5 separate regions of the Mus musculus genome follow, and regions 1, 2, 4 and 5 are each linked to region 3. The links are chromatin contacts, called in public HiChIP or PLAC-seq maps. All regions are on one chromosome and are shown on one strand. Each heading gives the region's core, a stretch centred on a gene start, on an enhancer-like site or on the middle of the called end of the contact. The rest is flanking DNA. Distances are from core to core; before and after follow the strand shown. Region 1 overlaps Plpp3 (phospholipid phosphatase 3). Region 2 overlaps Plpp3 (phospholipid phosphatase 3). Region 3 holds the start of Usp24 (ubiquitin specific peptidase 24). Region 4 overlaps Plpp3 (phospholipid phosphatase 3). Region 5 overlaps Fyb2 (FYN binding protein 2).

The links. HiChIP or PLAC-seq counts read pairs in DNA pulled down with a chosen protein or histone mark.
Region 1: a contact with region 3 is called in an H3K27ac HiChIP or PLAC-seq map of embryonic stem cells, with 5 times the contacts expected there. The contact joins the enhancer-like site here to the promoter of Usp24 in region 3. A contact is called at or near these places in 1 of 484 Hi-C or Micro-C datasets (embryonic stem cells) and 12 of 115 datasets of contacts at active chromatin or transcription factors (embryonic fibroblasts, embryonic forebrain, embryonic hindbrain and 4 more).
Region 2: an H3K27ac HiChIP or PLAC-seq map of extraembryonic endoderm stem cells shows a contact between it and region 3, with 7 times the contacts expected there. The contact joins the enhancer-like site here to the promoter of Usp24 in region 3. A contact is called at or near these places in 1 of 39 promoter capture datasets (the C10 cell line) and 10 of 115 datasets of contacts at active chromatin or transcription factors (embryonic forebrain, embryonic stem cells, extraembryonic endoderm stem cells and 2 more).
Region 4: a contact with region 3 is called in an H3K27ac HiChIP or PLAC-seq map of stem cell-derived neural progenitor cells, with 5 times the contacts expected there. The contact joins the enhancer-like site here to the promoter of Usp24 in region 3. A contact is called at or near these places in 12 of 39 promoter capture datasets (the 3T3-L1 cell line, 3T3-L1-derived adipocytes, cranial neural crest and 7 more), 1 of 484 Hi-C or Micro-C datasets (palatal mesenchyme), 12 of 115 datasets of contacts at active chromatin or transcription factors (T-cell acute lymphoblastic leukemia, craniofacial prominence, embryonic stem cells and 7 more) and 2 of 9 other capture datasets (embryonic stem cells and liver).
Region 5: an H3K4me3 HiChIP or PLAC-seq map of embryonic forebrain shows a contact between it and region 3, with 8 times the contacts expected there. The contact joins the enhancer-like site here to the promoter of Usp24 in region 3. A contact is called at or near these places in 1 of 39 promoter capture datasets (hippocampal neurons) and 7 of 115 datasets of contacts at active chromatin or transcription factors (the NIH/3T3 cell line, astrocytes, embryonic forebrain and 4 more).

Annotation. Positions count from the first base shown.
Region 1 is chr4:105,202,881-105,205,580 of GRCm38.p6, forward strand. All of the region lies in intron 2 of Plpp3 (phospholipid phosphatase 3), which reads left to right. Among named protein-coding and RNA genes, the nearest start is that of Plpp3, 47 kb to the left of the region's middle. Within about 2 kb of position 1,426, at least 54 of the 459 cell types and tissues checked have an H3K27ac peak or open chromatin away from gene starts, as enhancers often do. A contact at or near this core is called in embryonic stem cells, where this site is marked.
Region 2 is chr4:105,224,437-105,227,136 of GRCm38.p6, forward strand. The region is part of intron 5 of Plpp3 (phospholipid phosphatase 3); the gene reads left to right. Among named protein-coding and RNA genes, the nearest start is that of Plpp3, 68 kb to the left of the region's middle. Within about 2 kb of position 1,330, at least 140 of the 459 cell types and tissues checked have an H3K27ac peak or open chromatin away from gene starts, as enhancers often do. A contact at or near this core is called in embryonic stem cells and extraembryonic endoderm stem cells, where this site is marked.
Region 3 is chr4:106,314,925-106,317,624 of GRCm38.p6, forward strand. It overlaps Usp24 (ubiquitin specific peptidase 24), which reads left to right and starts at 1,289. Exons shown (of 68, transcript NM_183225.2): 1 at 1,289-1,862. The coding sequence starts at 1,548.
Region 4 is chr4:105,169,051-105,171,750 of GRCm38.p6, forward strand. The region is part of intron 1 of Plpp3 (phospholipid phosphatase 3); the gene reads left to right. Among named protein-coding and RNA genes, the nearest start is that of Plpp3, 13 kb to the left of the region's middle. Within about 2 kb of position 1,386, at least 55 of the 459 cell types and tissues checked have an H3K27ac peak or open chromatin away from gene starts, as enhancers often do. A contact at or near this core is called in embryonic stem cells, forebrain, liver and 2 more, where this site is marked.
Region 5 is chr4:105,006,574-105,009,273 of GRCm38.p6, forward strand. All of the region lies in intron 15 of Fyb2 (FYN binding protein 2), which reads left to right. Among named protein-coding and RNA genes, the nearest start is that of Gm52670, 11 kb to the right of the region's middle. Within about 2 kb of position 1,283, at least 27 of the 459 cell types and tissues checked have an H3K27ac peak or open chromatin away from gene starts, as enhancers often do.

The DNA.
Region 1 (2,700 bases), core at 176-2,675, 1.1 Mb before region 3:
ACTAGAGGGGGAAAAAAGATGACACAAGGGATCTGTGGATAGTTGCTGATGGTGGTGAGTAGGGAAATGGAGGGGTCTTAAGGGTCTGGGTTTTTGTTGTTAGGTTTAGGGGCACATAGACTAGAAATACAGGGGTGAAAGTTGTCTTGGGGGGAGGGTGGGGATGGGTTAAATCTTAAACTCTGATCTACTAGTATCAGTTTTATGTCCATTTGGGTGAATTATCAGAGGCCAGGGACAGGATTGATGGGAGGGGGCCCGTTCGTCCTTAGGAGATCATTTCATCTTCACAGAGCATTTGAAGCAGCTAAAATCACAGCAGAGAGCCAGGGATACCACTCTACGAAAGAGTAAAAGCCAGGTGTGGAGACATTGGAAACGGAGAGCGTAGCTTGGAAATAGGAAGAAACGCACAGTGGTACAATATCAAGGAAACCTGACAAATTCAACATGAAAGAGGACTGTGAAGTTGGCAGCCTGCAACACTCTGGAAAGAGCTGCCAGGAGACTGGCATGAACTGGCAGAGTATCTCTTCAAGGAGGACTTTGGCTGGGAGCGCTTGCCATTTGGGAAAATAACTGTACTTCAAACCATGTTCTTCAGGAGACCTGTGGGCACAGGGCAGCCACTGATGGCTGCAGCCATAATTGGCTTCTGAGGTTTCTCTCTCTGGCCTCTTTGTCATCTGTGTTAGAAGTCAGAGTTGTCACACCCACCACTGTAGCCTGAGAAATGTCTGTGACGTATAGCCTTTCTCAGGCAGCATGGCACTGAAGTGCCAAAATGCTGGAGACAGCTGAGTGGGAATTTTCCAATCACTTAATTCTACTCAAGTAAAGATCTGGCCATTTCCTTCTAACAGATGGAACATTTGGCTTCAGAGAAAATTCAGCTCCATTCCTGATTCCATCTTGAAAGGCAAAACCCAAGCCTATTATATTTTCCCTTAGCCTTGAGACTGAGAAAAAAAAAAGAAAAAGAAAAAACAATTCTCCATCGCCAAATGTTTGTTGACTGAATCTCTTCTGGCGCAAAGAAGTTCGTTAACCCATATACACATGCGCGAGGTCTGGGGGTTAGGGTAAAGCTAACAAGGACATAAACATACAAATAAACTCAGTAGTAGACCTGTATGGGTTGGTCTGGTGCTGCTTGTATTTAAATGCTAAATACTGGCTCCCAAGATCTGGTTGCAATGGATCCACTACAAGAGACCTTACTTGTATGCCTTTGTATTTGGGACTCAAAGACCAGCTATCTTCTGGGACTTCAAGGAAACGGCTATCTTGGTACCATTAAGAAGAACCCAGGAGGGAGGGAGAAGGGCAGGTGTCGGCGATGGGGCTGCCAAGCTGTCCTGCCCTTCTCCTCCTTTAATTCAGAGTGACTCACTGGCCTCTCTGGCCTTTACTGCTCTCACTTGGAAAGTGTGTCAGTAATCCCAGAATGACCTGCAGGGCTCTGTGAGAAACAGACAGCTCGACAGAGGGAAAAGCGCTTTGTAAGCTGTAAAGTTCTATGTAAATATTATTAAAGCAGAACCGAGTATCGGGATGTTAGCCCTTCAGAGTCACCCGGGGAAGACGTCTCAGTTTTTAGAAGAGGAATTGTTAGGACATACTGTGTAAAAATATGACTTTTTCTTGGGGTGATTTATAAATAGAGCAAAATGTTTAAAACAACACAGCAGCTGAGTGGTGGTGGCGGCGATGGTGGTGGTGGCGGCAGCGGTGGTGGTAGTGGTGGGGTCCTTCTGCAATGGGCTTCTTTTCTTCTATCTTGTTTCCTGGAAAGATCAAAATCAAAACCACCACACACGTATTTTCTGCTTCTGCCCTGGCACGGCATATTTCCCACATCCTAATCGTGCAAGAAGAAGAAGAAGAAGAAGAAAAAACAACCAAAACCAAAATGAGCCTTTCAAAGTGCCAGGCATTTGACATATCGCCCATTGAATTCCTTGCCAGCCTTGCCAGGTGGATATTATTAATGCTATTTTCTATAAGGGACCACCTAAGCCCAGACAGGTGAAGTCATGTGACTGCAAAGGACTAGAATGATGAGACTGAGACTTACTGGCTCCCAGGTTGCTGCTCCTTCCTCCCCAGGAAGGCTAGCCTAAAGACCCTCTCCATTTCCCCTCCTGAATGGAACATCTGTAAAGATGTGGGTAGCTGGGCTCTTTTTCACCACAAAAGACAGGAAGAGGCTCTCTCTTACAGTTGGAGACAACCTCCCAACCACTGGCTTGCCGGCCAGGACCCGTCCCTTTCTGTCCCCTTGTGGCTTAATTGCCATGCCTTCCTCTGTATGAGTTTCCAGACTCTGGGCCAAGCTCCTTAAAAGGCAGGTAGGGGAGAGTTCTCTGCCGGCCTGGCAGCCAGCCATCCCCCCCACACCCCTCAGATCCGCTGCTAGCTGCTTCAGAGATCAACATAGAAGACATTTTTTTTCCCAAAGTGAAACTTATCAGAACTTTGCTGACTGTGGCAGGAATGAAGGCCCTGGGGGTGGGGACCAAGCCTTTGGAGGAGGGGTGGGGTGCTCATTTTATGACCCAGGAATGAAAACATTGTGAATAATGAATAAAGTCCGAAAGTAGTAAATCTGAGACTCCAGAGAAGGCGAGTAACATGTCAGGGAGCGGTTTAAGCCTTCGCCCCTCCTGCAGAGGTGCGGCCCAAGTTTCATTAAATAGC
Region 2 (2,700 bases), core at 80-2,579, 1.1 Mb before region 3:
CTCCCTCTGGATGTAGTCCAGTGTTGCCAGAGTCAAGAGGGATGGAAGAAATGACACCCACATCCCCTGAACAAAAGTCTGACAGTAATGCCCAAAGCTGACCTCGCTACCTAGTTCCCCACTGTCAGGTCGGCAGGAACGTAGATGTGGCAGGGAAAGGAAGCCAAGGCATAAATCAGGAGATGGTAACAGTATCGTTACAGCACTCCATAGTTTGCAAAGTTCATTAAGAATCTCTCTCTTTTTTTTTTATTTTTGTTCCTTTGCTGAGAGGGAGGAAATCGAAACCCAGAGGAGGCAGTTGTATCTTGCTGCTTGCTAGTTGGCATGTTGGCAGGTCCTGTCTAACGTTTTCTCTTTTATCTTTTTAAATGCTGGTGGTGACCTATAGATGCTCTTGTTACTTCCTAACAGCCAGACAGTGGTATGGTGGGAGCCAACTTGGACACTGGGTGGGCACAGGTGTGAGGGCAAGAACCAAACTCTGCTCTTTTGCAAGAGAGAGCAAGTGTACACTATAGATAGATAGATAGATAGATAGATAGATAGATAGATAGATAGATAGATAGATAGATAGAGATATCCTTAACTTTTAAGTTTTATTTTATGTGTATGAGTATTTTGCCTGCATGTTTGTTGTGTACTGTATGGGTGCCTGCTGCCCTGAGAGGACAGGAGAAGGTGTCAGATCACCTGGAACTGGAGGACAATTATAGATGCTGAACACTGAACCTGGGTCCCCAGACAAACAGCAAGTGCTTTTAACTGTTGAGCCATCTCTCTAGTCCTGTTTGTTGTTGTTGTTGTTGTTGTTTAAGTACCAGTTGTACACAAATGCAAGGCAAGTAGGTGATTAGAAAACATTGTTCAATTCTGTACTGCATCAAGAGAAACAGGTTGTAATTGCTGGCTGAGCATCACACAGCAGCATGATCCTAGCCCATCATTGTCCCTTTCAGATGCACAGGGCTAACACAGACACTGGCAAATTCCTGGTGCCAGCAGCCACCGAAAGCCTTTTATTGAGGCTAAAAAGCAATGACTACGAATTGAGTAACTCTCCTAGAGTCAAAAGACTAGGCTGCCAAAGATACTTTGTCATTCATTATACAGTCCTTACTGTTACTAGGCCATGAGGGTGCATCAGTTCCTGGAGCTTTCTTCTCCAAAGAAGATTCTCTACTCAATTTGAGAGACAGCTCTGTGTGGAACACTAGAAACCTGAAAGGAAATCCCTAGGCCAAGGCACACTTCTGCAAGTGTAGGCAGAAGAGAGGCAGCTCTGGTGTCTGTAGTCACCCGGGAGGCGGCCAGAATGACTCAGCACAACTCCTTGCCTTGGAGTAGCTCACAGTCTAGAAAGGGAAGCATGATAGAGCATTTAGAGAACCACACATCAAAGCCTGTGTTGTAACAGCAAAATGGAAGGTTATTAACTGTACAGAATGAGGGACCAATGAGAGGTGGGAGCAGCTCTGGTGGGAGAAGTTGTGGTGGATCCCAGCGTGGAGTTGAAGGAGCTACTATGTCCAGGATACAAGCCTCGAGGCCCCGAGGTAGAGGGTTTGAGCCCCTCCATTGCCCTCCCATACTGTCCACTGCTGTTCTCTCGGCTACTTAGTCTATACCACAGATTGCTACAAAGTCGGGTAAAGTGCACATTCCAGGCCACCCACAGATTCTCAGACATCTCTCTTGCGAAGCGTCCGGGTGATTCTGAAACAGGAGGGTTAAGGGACTGCACTTGGCAAAATCCCTGACCAGACAGACAGCTCTTGTTTTCCTTTGCATCTGAGATTCTAAAATTCTCTTGCTTTTATGTTATCCATCCCATGCTGGTATGGAGACGTGGTGGGGTTTCTAAAAGTCTCAGTGTGTAATCGGTGTGATTCCTATCTTCAAGGGGCTCACTTACTTAGTCTGCAGAGTTGAAACCCTCAAGGATTCCTGAGCACTGCAAGTCAAGTTTGCTGTCACTATGTGCTCCGAGCCAAAAGCCTTTGCAACGTTTGCTGACTAAGCCACCCACTGCCGTGGAAGCAGAAGCTGGGCTGAGGACCGAATTCTGGCTTCTGGTCTGCATGGGTCTTAGTGATCTCTTGCTAGGCTACATCCCAGCAGGATGGGGCCGTGTGTGCCCTAGGGGTGGCTGCCATCTCTCTCCACAGCAGGTGAAGATTCATGATGAGACATCAAAAACAGACTTTTGCCACTATGCTGACTCACTCCTCAAGATAGCTCTAGAAATTGTAGGCCTTTGCAAGTAGATCCTATCTACCTTACAGAAAGCTCCTGTCTACTCGGCTCTGTAACCAGCTCGAGTCTGCACATGCAGACTCACGTGTGCTCTCTCTCATGTATGTATTTGTGTACATATGTGTATATGAGTCTCATATGTATGTATGTGTACACTCACACACACACATACACACACATACATGAGACATTGTTTTGTTACATACATAGCAGAAACTGGCTTTAAACTTGATCCTCCTGCCTCAGTCTTCTGAGTGTTGAGTTTGAAGACATATATTGCTGTGCCTACCTTTCTTCTTTTCCTAGTTCTTACTTGCCTTCCCACAGAGAAAATAAGTAATTTTTATATAACTAGGCAGTGAGTGCAGCAGCCATTGATGATGGCTGACACTTAGTTTTTCCCTGCACTGTCCCACATTTGTACCCTGTAACTCCCGAGCTAGG
Region 3 (2,700 bases), core at 39-2,538:
TACTTAAAATTTCATTGACACCCCAGAACTTACCTCTTATTCAGGTGTCTACTTTGTGATCAAACCCATTACTAGCCTTTAGTAAGAATAATAGAAACTATATCTATATAATGATAAATTCACCCCGTAAATAATCAAATAGCTGGTGTTTACAAACTATCAAATTATTAGGCAAGAAGCCACCAGGATCTGAGGGGGAAAAATGCTGGCAGAGAATGCAGAGAAAAGTTCTGAGTGCTGTCAGTAATTTCAGATTTGGGCTATGTGAAGGTCCAATTGTTAAGCCATCAGAAATGTTTTAACAGTGTGAAAAAGAAAGGTTAGTGGATTGGGGGGTGGGGAGGGGGTTCAAGAATAAAGCAGGATTAAGACCAAAGCAGATGAACTAATAAGCAAGTATGTGAGAAGGAAGAGGAACCAGCATCTTGGGAAGAGAACCGAGAAGAAACCTAGATCAGGACACTGAAACGGGAAAAGGGGCAAAGGGGACTGGCCATGGTAACGCCAATGAGGTGGGAACAGAAGGCAAAAAGCTAAACAAACGCTGGAAGACAGAAACAGAGGGGAAAGTCTTCACCCCTGAGCCAAAGACTTCAGTAGAAATGGGTTGGTGGTCAGAATCAGGATAGAAGTAGACACCCAGAATATTTCCATGTGTCTGTGTCTGAAGGACGGTCATACAGTTCTGGCTGAAAAGTATGGTAAAGTTTATCAGGCCTGGTGGGACAGGTGGTCAGTGTTGTTGGGAGTGGGAGTTCAAGGTCTAGGGGTCTCTAGAGAAGGCTGGAGGGTCGAGGGCGAGGGTGTGCGGGGATGCTCGTCCTGCGGATCTGGGCACCCGTCTGTGGGCGGCGAGGAGGGCTTCAGCGGCGCGTAGGGTCACTTTCCTCGGACCGCAGGACACTTCAGGAGAACCAAGCAGGGTTCCGGGGGCGGCGGGAAGAGTCACCTGCGATGGGACACGAGTGTCGTCAGGGCACCGAGGCCCGGGCGCCCGGGGACCTCAGCGACACCGGCAGCGAGCCGCTCGGCGCCTGCCCCTCCCGTCCCAGAGGGAACCTGTTGCCGGGGGAAGGGGTGGGCGGGAGGCGCAGGCGGAGGACTCTCGTGCTCTCTCTGCGCTCCGCGGCCTCTCACCTCAGACACGTTCGGCGCACGCCCCTCCCTGGCCCCGGCCTGGGAGAAACACACACGCGTCCGCACACCCACAGCTCCGCGCCGCCCGAGCCCGGGGACGGCGGCCCGAGCGCCGCCGGGGCTGCTTCCGGGAGCGGAGGCGCGGCCCCGCGAAGAGGAGGAGCAGGCCAACATGGCGGCGCGCAGGGCTGGGCCGGCCGGCCGCGCCTGAGCGCCCCACCACCCCAGCTCGGCTCGCTGCGCCCACGCGCGCACCTAACCCTGGCCCGGCGGCCTCGGAACGCGCGGGGCGGGAGCTCAGGGGCCCTGCCGGGGACGGAGCCGGGGCCGAGGCAGCGCGGCACGGCCCGCCAGGCCCGGGAGCCGCAGCTTCGCCGCACGCCGGCCGGCGCGACTCCGAGGCCGGAGCCATGGAATCGGAGGAGGAGCAGCACATGACCACGCTGCTGTGCATGGGCTTCTCGGACCCGGCCACCATCCGCAAGGCCCTGCGCCTGGCCAAGAACGACATCAACGAGGCCGTGGCGCTGCTCACCAACGAGCGGCCCGGCCTCGACTACGGTGGCTACGAGCCCATGGATAGCGGCGGCCCCAGTCCGGGGCCGGGCGGCGGCCCACGGGGCGACAGCGGCAGCGACGGCAGCGGGCCTTCCCGCGGCGGGAGCACCGGAGGTGGTGGCGGCTTCGATCCCCCGCCCGCCTACCACGAGGTGGTGGACGCGGAGGTGAGTGGGGTTGCCCTGACCTCACGGGAGAGGCCGCCGCGCTGGAGTCCCGAGGACAGGGAGCGTTGCCAGCCCGGCTCGCAGCGGGACTTTTGGGCGGGGGCTGTAATGAAACTCGGGGCACCGAGATAATAGAACACCAGTTCTGGTCCGAGATCGGGGTCACTAGACTGGGGTCCTATGGAGAGAAGGGCCTTGGGGGAGGAATATTCCCGCGTGGAGTTAGGTATACAGTTCTGGGCCGTGGCGGGGTCTCCATAGGCTACCTGCTGAGTCTATGCGGTGGGCAGGAATCCCGGGAGGGATGGGGAGGAGGGCCCACATTTCCAAATCCGCGTGGCTTGGGAAATGGGAAGGACATGAATATCAGGTGTCAAAACTGAGGTCCCAGTGGACCAGAGTATTTGTGACACTAGATTTCAGTGAAGGATTGGGATAAGTACCAGTTCAGAGTCAGAAATAGTGCTCGCTATAGGCCTGCCAGAGTGAAGGCCTTTGCCGGGTCAGACAGGAGGACCAGTGGGGTTAGAAGAAGGGTTTAGGTTTTTAAGCCAACCGTTGGAAGAGGACAGGGTCTAAAATGAGGAAGGGCCTAGACAGGACCAGGAATGATAGGAATGAGTATAAGGCAGAGGAGCAGGTTTGGCTGTTTTAATGTCTGGGTTGTAAGGATGGGCTTGACTAAGGTCAGGTATTAGGACAAGTAGTGGAATGGGACTGAGATAAGGAATGAGTGAGAAGCCTGGGCAAGGAGTAGGAGCAAAGGAAGGGCCAGACGGCGATGAGATCAGGAATGGGAGGTCGAAGCTGGCGGCGATGAGATCAGGAATGGGAGGTC
Region 4 (2,700 bases), core at 136-2,635, 1.1 Mb before region 3:
GTCTGCGGATGCAGCTCGTTCATTAAACGTAGTAAATAGAACTTCTCCGCTTGGCCTCTTCCCCACAAATGACCCACATTGTTACTAAGTTAGCAACCACCAACAGGAAGTGGCAGAAATGTTTCTCAGCCGCACAGCCCATTTCATTAGACACTTGCCCAAAGGGGCTGTTTTGGTCAATTTGGCCTCTGTAGGCTTCTAGGGAGGAACAGCCTAACACATCATTTCTCATCTTTGCATTTGCTGACATCTTGCCCTTAGCGGCTGTTTTGATTAAATGCGTGGCGCTTTGTTCTGCACCAACTGCACACACAGCGCCCAGGAGGAGGAACTTCTAGGAAGCTGAGACTTTAAAAATATTTCCAAAGGTGTTACCAACTTATTAGAGAGTCTTTTGTTCAGGAACTTCTCATTGAAATCTATTTAGAGAGCAATTCCAATGGCGTGGCAGGGGGGCTGGTGGGCTCCTAGCACCTTTGTGAAGGACTCCTTTGAAAGGCCTGAACTTGAGGCATTGTAAGAGCGCAGAGCTCCTAGGGACTGGCTGGGAAGATAAAATATACATCTTGGGTCAAAGCATTCCAAGGACATGGCTCTCCATTCCTGGGAGAAATAAGCTGTCAGGAATTTTAGATTCAATTTTCCCAAGTCCGTTGATGGGGCTAAGAAACTCTGAGTTTGCTTTAAAACTGATCGTGTGCAGTTGTGCTTGTCACAACTGTGAAATTGGTCATTTATTATCAATTAGCAATGTTTCACTGACGGATTCTTCCAGATGACAACATGTAAGTCTGAGAATCTGTATTTAGATATTCAGTCAGTTTTTCTCATTGTAGAGCTCTACCCCGCCCTGCTCCGCCCCCCAAGCAGACAACAAAATCCAGCCTTGACACCTGGAGTAGCATTGTCCTCTGTCAGCTGGAAGAGGCTAGGGCAGCAGATGTTTTTGAATACTTACCCTGTAGTCAGCCACATCACCATCCCACCAGGACTTAAGGCCTGGAAGGAGCCACCGTCCTCTAATTGATGCTGTGCTGGGATGGGTGAGGCAGCTGCTGTTCGGAGATATTGAGTGGCAGGATTTGGGATAGAGAATGGTGGTACTCTCGGCCATGAACCAACCAACAGCCTACCTTTTTTTCCTCCGAGAGTAAAGACTGGCGTTTAGATTTTCACTAACAAGCATGTGAGTAAAGCGAACCCGTCAGAATGCCTTAAAATTATCGGGCCCTATAAAGTAGTTAAGTTTGATTTGGGGTTTAAAACCTTTTACCCATGTCAGTATTTCCTGTTCCTGTGTAAATTCCTAAGAGAATAGAGGTGAGACTGAACTCCAGGCTGGAAGGCCATGGACTTGACTGAATCCTCATTATGTGACAAGCTGTGCACTAAGGCGCTTCATGCATTATTAACTTACTTGAATTTCACAACAACCCTGTGGAGTAGGCTGGCACTCACTTCAGTGTTTTGTTTTTTTTTTTTTTTTTTTATCTAGAAAGCAGGGCCAGTCTCATTTCTTATTGGAGGCTGGTGACACGCTGCATTAATAATTCAACCAGTTAATCTCTAACAGAAATTATTTACTAAGATTCCCAGCAAAGTGCTGTTTTAGAATCTCCCTTTAGCTGGCCGCTGAACCCTGTGTCCCCTTCCGTTACACGTCTACCAAGGACAGCAGCTGCATCAGATGCCTTAGAAAAAATGGCCAGAGAAGCTGATAAGTGTCACGCAGAAGTGGGGTGACTTTTCTGCACAGGAATAGCAGTTTCTGATCCCAGTGTTAATTCCCCTTCTTCTCCATCTTCTCCAAAGGAGTTAAAAAGCCAGGGAGTGAGCCGCTTTGACTGGAGCAGCCTGCGCTGTGGAGAGACCACCTCGTGTTTCCCAGGCTATTGTAGGACTCCTATTCAGCTGGGATTTCAATGGTGCCCTGATTAGCATGAGACCAAGTGTATAAAGTAGGTCTTTTTACCCTCCCTTAAAGAAGTTTTGTGGTATTTCTTTCTGAGGGGGTTGGCATAGAGCTTTGACAAACACAGACCCATGGTAAAGTTAAATAGGGCTGCGAGCGGTCCCATTTGCACACATCCTTCCCACTTAGAATGCAGAGCAGCCTCATTGGTGATGGACTCCTTAGGAACCATGGCAGGGTTCTTCCTGCACCAGTAATGGGCGAGCAGGAAATACCCACAAGTAAACTGGGGAAGGGAGTCCCTGGCTCATCCACCATTCTCCATTGTCCGAGAGCCACCGCAGAGAATACTCCTGGGTTTGACCAGCCAGCTATCTTCTCTTTTCCTTTTGTTTACTGAGATAAAGACAGTGTGTGGCGGAAGATCCAGGGGAATACACTGAGGGGGTGGAGCCTGCCTTGAAGGAGCAAGTAAGAGGACAGACAGACAGACGCACAGCAGTTGGTGGAGGAGTGCAGCCAGGTGTTTTGGTGTGATACTTTAGTGAAATGATAAGAATAAGGGTCTGACAGGAAGCTTCTTGCTGTTTGGGCTCAATACTTGTGGTATTTGCTGGAGAAACTTGGACACATTGCTGTCATTTGGTGAACGGATAAAATGAGGGTGAATTCTTGCAACAGATGGCATGCCATGTGAGCAGGAAATACTTTGAAAGTTGTAATTAATACTTGTGATGTGAATGCAGTTTTGTCTGAAATGTGCCCTTTTCTCTCTACTGTTCCCATTT
Region 5 (2,700 bases), core at 33-2,532, 1.3 Mb before region 3:
CAGTTCTACTGCTTTGCTGCCATGCTTCCTTCATTTTTTCCTGCTCTTTGATTAATATTCCAGGATGCATATTGCCACGTTAATCCATTCTCTTGGTAGGCATTTAGTTCCTGAGTGATTGTGCATGTGCGATCAGTACTTCCACAGAATTGATTCCTGGTATCCTCATGTACTTGGAAGAGGAAATACAGATACAAATTCACAAGTGCCGTTCCAGCACGTGGGGTTTGCCCTGGTTCCCACAGAACACACAGAACAAAAAGAAGACATTTTTGCCACATCGGTGTCTGTAAATAGTATCACATCATAGTACTTCGAGTCACATCACGCTTCAGTGCAGTTACACACACTCAGTCGATCCTCTACTCATATCATATCGTTTGACTGCTTTTCTGTGGTGGTGTCAGTATTTTCCTCCTTCTTAGGTTTAAAACAATTCATTTTGGATACAACTCTTTTCCTCTCTCATGTCATCTATTACTACATCTTCTCCACCTGTTGGATGGCATTCTTGATTTCCATTCTAGTCTTCCAAAGAATAGAAATTCAAATTCTTAATGTATCTTTAAATTACTTTTTATTATTGCTTTCTATATCTTTTAGAGAACTTTCTCCTAGCTTGCTCAACATACTCCTATATTCTCTTCTAAAAGTTGCAGCTTTGCCTTTTAAACTCAACCCTTAGATCCTCCTGAACTGAGATTTTTTTGGGGGGGTTGTGTTTGTTTTCAAAAGAGGGTTTCTTCCCTGACTAGGGATTGAATCAGAGCCTCAGTGGTGAGAGTGTTGAGTCCTAACCCCTAGACCACCAGGGCACATCAAGTATCGTGTGAATTGAGTTTTATTTTAACAAGTGACAGCCAGTTGTTTTCTTCTATACAGAGAAATGTCTCTTATTTTCCCCAGCAATTTGCAATGCCATTTTGTTAAATCAAGTGTCCCAGCACCTGACAGTCTGTTTCCAGGTTCTCACTTCTCTTTTGTGGTTACTTCTACCCTAATGACATTGTGGGAGAGGCTGCATTTTCTATTTCCTCTTCCTTTCTACTGCTTCAAAAACTTCAAAGACTTGGATATATTGTTTTAGTAAAGAAACTAAACATGGGAGAGGGTGTCTGCCCAGCCTGCACCTGCTGTCCTGCTCTAGCTCCCTTCAAATTTCATGCACAAGCTCACACTAAACCCTGTTCTGTGCCTGGTATTGTGCAGAGCTTATCGCAGATCCACTGGGACTGGGTCAGAGTTCCTCCTTCTGGGATCTCATACAGAAACCATAAATGAGTGAACATGAGGCCATTAGAAAAGGAAGTAGTTTCTAGAGCTATCTTCTAGGCTTCAAAAGAGAGGCGTGTAAGATCCCCAGCAAGTCCTAGGGCCTCGCAAAAGCCTTCTCAGGTGCAGCTTCAATGACTGGAAGGGGCTGGAACCTTCATATCCTGAAGGACCCTCTGAGCAGAATCTGAAGAAAAGGCAGGCTTGGTGGCAGAGGTCTGTAATACTGGCTACTATGGAGGTTGAAGCCAGGACTAGCAAGTTCAAGACCTACCGGGGCCACAAAGTTTGAGGTTTGAAATATAGTTAAGTGGTAGAGTGCTTGCCTTGCATGTGCCAAGACCAGAGTTCAGTTCCTAGGATTGCATATGTAAAGGGAATCAAAACATAGCAACTATGAAAATGTAAGCTTTCTAACATATGCATTATTGTGTTTAAAGGTTTCCTAGTGCAGAGTTACTGAAGTATTTAGGCTTGTCAACACTATAGATAACTGGATGGTTCTTAAGTCACTGAGCCATCTATCCAACTCCTATTTTATTATTTTAAAAATTAGCATACAAAGTATTTGATGCCATTATAGCATTTACAGCATTTTCTATTGAAGTGTGTTCTCCACCCACCTCTTCCAACCTCTATGTCCCCACCCCCTCTTAAAACTTCTTCCTCTCTACTCCCTTACCCTCCTCTGCAGCCCCTCCATCCTTCATGTTACATGTGTCTTTTGCCCCACCCCTTCTTCAGCACCTCTTTATCTTCTTAGTCTCCTTTCTAGACTGTTGAACTTATCTATACATGTAGAGTAATTTTAATCCAGCAACATGGCTGCTCTGGCAAGGAATCACATCCAAAGATATGATCCAACAAGAATGTAGACATGCCCTGGATTACAGTATGATCTGACTGGAATACAGACAAGCCCTTACTAGACACCTGTAATCCCTAACAGAGGAAGTAAAGTTAGTTTGTAGAAGGAAGCAGTTATGTTTGAAAGTGACATCTAATTGAGAGGCAGACAAAGTGATGAATCAGAGTAAGATTTGACAGAATGAGTCAGATATGATACGCCCAACTCTCACATGAACAGATAAGATAGGAAAGAGAAGCCACTTAAAGAACAGTGCAGAGTGAGTTAGAGGTAGAGGGCAGTTCAATGAGTGGAGGTAAATTGAGTTGAGTTCAGGCAATGCAGTTGAGTTCAGTTGAGTGTAGTTGGATGTGGTTCAGTTGAATGCATTGAGTTCAATTGAATTCATGCAGTTTCTTTGAGTTCTACTCAGTTCATACAGTCAGTGCAGTTTGATTTGTGGAATTCAGAGGTAGATTTTCTAAGCAGAAAGTAATTCATCAGAAGCTAAGAGAAGCCAGTTTTAATCAGTTAGTTTGGAAAAGAGTTTTGAGCCAGAACAGCTGAGTTGAACCAGCCAG